2 separate regions of the Rattus norvegicus genome follow, and region 1 is linked to region 2. A link is a contact called in public Hi-C data. All regions are on one chromosome and are shown on one strand. The core of a region is the stretch at or near the end of the contact, and the rest is flanking DNA. Distances in the headings are between cores, read along the strand shown.

Evidence for each region. Hi-C and Micro-C count contacts between places; a contact is called where the count stands out from the background.
Region 1: a contact with region 2 is called in a Hi-C map of liver, with 4 times the contacts expected there. The contact joins two enhancer-like sites. A contact is called at or near these places in 3 of 12 Hi-C or Micro-C datasets (hepatocytes, kidney and liver).

Annotation. Positions count from the first base shown.
Region 1 is chr4:164,298,178-164,300,877 of GRCr8, reverse strand. It overlaps the pseudogene Rhox5-ps1. Among named protein-coding and RNA genes, the nearest start is that of Clec2g, 4.4 kb to the left of the region's middle. Within about 2 kb of position 1,412, at least 39 of the 93 cell types and tissues checked have an H3K27ac peak or open chromatin away from gene starts, as enhancers often do. A contact at or near this core is called in liver, where this site is marked.
Region 2 is chr4:164,083,575-164,086,274 of GRCr8, reverse strand. No RefSeq gene overlaps it. Among named protein-coding and RNA genes, the nearest start is that of Klrb1c, 17 kb to the right of the region's middle. Within about 2 kb of position 1,279, at least 2 of the 93 cell types and tissues checked have an H3K27ac peak or open chromatin away from gene starts, as enhancers often do. A contact at or near this core is called in liver, where this site is marked.

The sequences.
Region 1 (2,700 bases), core at 163-2,662, 210 kb before region 2:
GAAAGCATCTACAGCTCTAGATGGATCCCCTAATTAATCTCAGGACCAACAATTCCATTCCTTAGTGTAAAAAGTAAGTAAACAAGTCCATGTGAGAGTTCTTATTGCATTATAACTCATGATAAGTAAATCAAAATGATACAGCACACTTCAGTTTGTGATAGAGTGTAATCGAGAACTAAGCATGTGCAACACATGAGTAACAAGAAAATGTAGTGCATTTTGGAAAGGGTAATATATTCATTACCATGGAATGCTCTGTTATATTCCTATAATAGAACAGACAAAGGCAATACACAACATCCAGCAGCTAAGCAGTGATAGCACAGTTGTACTTTGGGTGAAGGCAGGTGTTGCTGTAAATTAATAAAATCGCTTCTTTTAATCCCCACTAGAGTCAACACTGTAGGGCCACATGGCATCTATTAGATATTTATATCTTAGCAGCAAAGCTTCTCACCCACTTAGCTCCAACCCATATTACATTGCGGATGGCTAATCTCTGAGCCTGGCAACAATCTCTCTACCCATCTAGTTCCCAAGGCAGATCGCCACCATGCCAGACATACACATCCCAATTCCATGGTGGCCCAGTGTGTCCAGCCACCACATACTCTCTTGAACTCAATTAAATCACCACATGAAGGAATACATAACACAATAACATCTGATCCAATTGATAAGATATAATTTGCTCACCTAGACATACAAAATCCTGTACATTCCATCTCTTAAGAATATTCATAACAAACTATAAATGTGTAGAGAGGAATTTTAATATCCACTTCCATGTTCTCTTGGCTGCTCCTCTCTCCCAGTCTCCTCCTCCTCCTTTAAAACTTTTTTCTCCCACCCATCATTTCTTCTTGTCCAATGACGGGCCTTGTTCTATCCTGTACCTGCCTTCGTCTGCATAAGGCCATCATCCCACAGGCAGGACTGGAGCAATGGCTCATTGGTTAAGAGCACTTGCTGATCTTGAAGAAGACCAGGGTGCAATTCTCAGAGCACTCACTGCTCACACCATCTGTATAATTCTGATTATGGAGGCTTAGATACCTTCTTCTGGCCTCTCCTGCACTTAAGTGGTTCTCAGACATACATGCAAGCAGAGCTCCTATACCCTCTTGACCTGAGACAAAGGCCTGCCAGCTCAAAACAAAGGTCTTTTTCTTCCTCCCAAATCCTCTTGCCACTAGCTCTCTCTTTCAACTTCCAGATCACTGTATCCTTTACTTTAAATAAACATTCTAAACTGCTGGAACAAGGTCAGGAGCCATGCTGGCGCCATTTGGAGACTGATTTTATGTTTGTTTCTGGTTTACTTTGTGTTTCGTTTCTCTTTCAGAGCACTCTGATTGAGAAACGAAACCTAAGCTGACCTTACTAAGGAGACAGGAATTTTCAACCCTTCCCAAAACAGATGCTTCTAATTCCAGATCCCTCAACTAGAGACTAATAGACCTCTTCCTGCCTCAGAGTGGAGACTGATTCAGTGACAAGGACCTCTGGCTCTGGCCTGCAGCAGATCTGGGAAGCAGAGAACCCAGGAAAGACTTCTGGCCTGGGTTGGGGAGATATTTCACCAGCAGGACAGGGACATTTAGGCAGTGAGACTATATTGTGTGACAAAGTAAAGGTGTCATTGTGGGACGCGATTATGCAGCCATTTGTCCAGACCCACAGAACACACACTGTGGACATGAATGGCTCGGCTAAATAGAAAGTCAGTATTTTTTTCTAGGCTGGTCATCTGTGCTTCCCACTGTTGGATGTCAACTATAGGGACAGGGAGAAGTCGAAGAAAAGCAAGCAAAGTTACAGGACTTTCCACTCAACGTTCTGTGACATTGGAAGTACTCTTCAAGTCTACTTTTCAAAAGGCAGGAAGACAGAGAGTTCTGTGTGATATTGTAGTCACTGTAATATGTCTTCAGGCAGATTTGAGGTTTATTCTTAAGCTGAAGTTTCCCCTTAAAGGGCCTTTTCTACCACTGTAACAATTTCAAAAGCAACCCAGTGCAGCAGTTTCTCCTTGACTCTTGGAAGCTATAGGAGAGCAGTAGTGTTGAGAGTCAACTTTATTCAGAAAAAAACAAACAAACAAAACAACAGATTTTACTGTACTATAAATAATAATATCCAAGAGTCACATTCACCTATTTGAAACATTGGAGAGTTATACATTTGGCCCATTAAAAAATTGCTTTATTACTTGAGAGAGGCATATCTGGCCATGGCATATGTGTAGGAGTCACGTTTTCACAGGAATCTGTCCTCTACTGATGATCCATTAGGTTCCTGGGATACAGGTCAGATGGTTAGGCTTATTTGGCAAGAACTTTTAAGCCCTGAATCATCTCCCTGGTACATCTCCTTAAAAAAATAAAATCATATCTTACTTATTATTTTGTCTTGGTTGTAGTTTTCAAAGAAAGCTGCTAACACTTTAACTTACGCAAATATCAGAGTATGTCTTTATAACATATTAGTAATTTTTCAACTTCTGAGTAGAAACTACTTTTTCAAAACTAGGACATCCTAAAAGAGCAGTTAGAATTCTCATGAGTTCTGGTCCTGGGAGCCAAACTGTGTAGTTCATAACTGACTATAAGTCCAGTTAAGGAGGATGTGGTGCCTCTGTTTTCTGTGGGCCCCAACATACTCATATACATAACTCTCTCAGAAAGAAAAAGAGGG
Region 2 (2,700 bases), core at 30-2,529:
TGTATGGAATAGGTATGGAGAGGATAGAAAATCTTATCTTGTTCCTGATTTTAGTGCAAATGCTTTGAGTTTCTCTCTATTTAGCTTGGAGTTGGCAGGGTATTGGCTGTAAACTGCCTTTCTTATGTTCGCTTTCATCATGGATGGATGTTGGATTTTTCTCCAAATGCCTTTTTTTTTCATCTAATGAAATGATCACACAGTTTTGTCTTTTAGTCTGTTTATCTGGTGAGTAATATTGATTAGATTTATATATCTTGAACCATCCCTATGTCACTGCTATGATCAAGTATGACACCTACTTGATCATAGTTGATGGTCCTTTTGATTGTTCTTATAATTCAGTTTGAGAATTTTTGCATCTATATTCATAAGGGAAATTGTTCAATGATAACTTTTTCTTTGTGGGTGTTCGGTGTCTTAGGTATAGTATAATTGTGGACCTGATTGTAAAAAATATTATACAGTGTTTCTTCTGTTTATATTTTAGGGAATAATTTGGGGAATATTGGCATTAATTCTTTCAAAATCTGGTGGAATTCTGTTCTAAATCAATCTGACCCTGGGTCTTTTTTTGGTTGGTAGACATTTAATTACTGCTTCTTCTTCACTAGGAATTATATATCTGTTTAGATGCCTGCCTGATCTTGATTTAACTTTTATAAGTGATAATGTCAACAAATTTGTCCATGTTTTCCAATTATGTATACTACAGATTTTAAAATATGTCCTTATGAGTGATTTCTTGTCTGCTGTTATATATCCATTTTGTCTCTAATTTTGTTAATTTACATATTCTCAGTTGTCCTTTAGTTAACTTGGCTAAGGGTTTGTGAATCTTATTGATTTTCTCAAAGAACCGAACATTTGTTTCATTGATTCTTTGAATGGTTTTGTTCATTTGTTCTATTTTTATTGATTTTGGCTCTGAGCTTGATTATTTTTTGCTACCTACTTGCTCAGGTGTTGTGGGCTACTTACCAGAGAAGAGCACTCAGACACAGATTCAAGCCAATAAAAAGTCTTTATTAGCCACCTGGCAACTAATCTACCTGTTCAGGACCCCAGTGAAATCCTGTCTTTCCCAGGGTGAGCTTTTGAGCACAAAACAACATACTTGGTTAACACACCTCATTCAGCAAGAACAGTTAGCCAGAAGCAAACTACAAACTACAAAGCTAAAAGCCAATATTAGTACAAGTAGAGATTTTCCTGAACTATGAACTTTGATGGATTAGGTTTTGGTTCTCATTTTGCAAGGCAACACTGTCAACATGCTGGGTTCCAAGACCTGAAGGGTATTTCCATCATAGTGTCAATTGTACTAAGAGCTAATGACTTACTAAGCTCTGGAAGGCCTGTCACATTCGCCACTGTTTCTATGGGCATGGTCAACACATGGATTCACCTTAGGGCAACAGGTTATACCATCTCCTTAGCACTAATGTTTTAACAGAATTTATTCTCTGTCTTAAATATCTAAGTAAGTAATTGAGCAAGCAGGGTCTTATACTGACAGCTAGGAAAAACAGGATTAATTATCTAGTCATGGCTATAAAGTAGACAAGGAGAACAAAGATTAGTACCAGTTTAGAATCTCGATGCCTCTTTTCTTTTTCCTTGATGGTTATTTTTGACCATGGCTAAATTTTATCTAATTATTCCTGACTGATTGGCATAGAAGCAACAAGTTTCTCTTAATGCCATGCAGAGGCATTCTTATCTCCTAAAGAGGACGGCCAATTCTCTTTAATTCTGAATATCATCCTCGGCTAAAGAGTCAAACTGGGTTTCCATATGGGAAGTAGAATTTTCCAAATGACTCCAATCTATGTCTACTAGAACACTGAATTCCTTAGTGGTTTTTAAACCCCATGAATAGGGTTGAAGTTTAAACTGCAGTGTAGCCTGTCATGCCTGCTCCAACCAACAGGGAAATGAGAATGAAGACAGCTCACATCACATGAGGGATCCAGGTCCTATAATTAGTTAGACCCTTCTCCGTATTTGAGCACCTGTGCTTTAACACGTATGAGAAAGAAAAATGTATTGGTTCTCCTCCAATGCAAATTCAGAAGTAAAGCTATTAGTGAAAGAAAGCTAGGAAGTCTCTGGGTCTGAAGTACACTTGACTGCCATTCCTGGTATACTGAGGTATCTGAATACAATGCCCAGGTCCTGCTCAACATTCAGGTACCCGGGGAAGGCAAGAGAGTAGCATCTGCAACCAGGACCAAAAGCTGATGACTTCTGGAAATCTAATTCTCTCTTGTTATTCAGGAGCCAACAGCTATTGGCATCTGACAATTAATTCCTTCTGAGAGCAACAGGGGAAAAAAAACTCAGTTACTTGGGTATTATCCTCTTTGACTCAGGGATGGCTCACTGACCAGGTAAGAGGTTCAGAGTTCATTAACTATTTGTGAACCAGACAGAAAAGAAAGAAATGAGAGAGAGAGACAGAGACAGAGACAGAGACAGAGACAGAGAGAGGGGAACATAAATAGATACCTATATTTATACTGGATGAAGTAGATAAGGCAGCACCATCACTTTATTATTGTTCTTGGATTTTATACTTTCTCAGGATAATTGATGATGCAGTGTTTTTTTTAAAAAAAGGCATTTTATCATTCCATAAGTTCATCGTAAGTTTAAGGCAATAGTCCATGTAATAGATCAATAAGCATTAAAGAATTA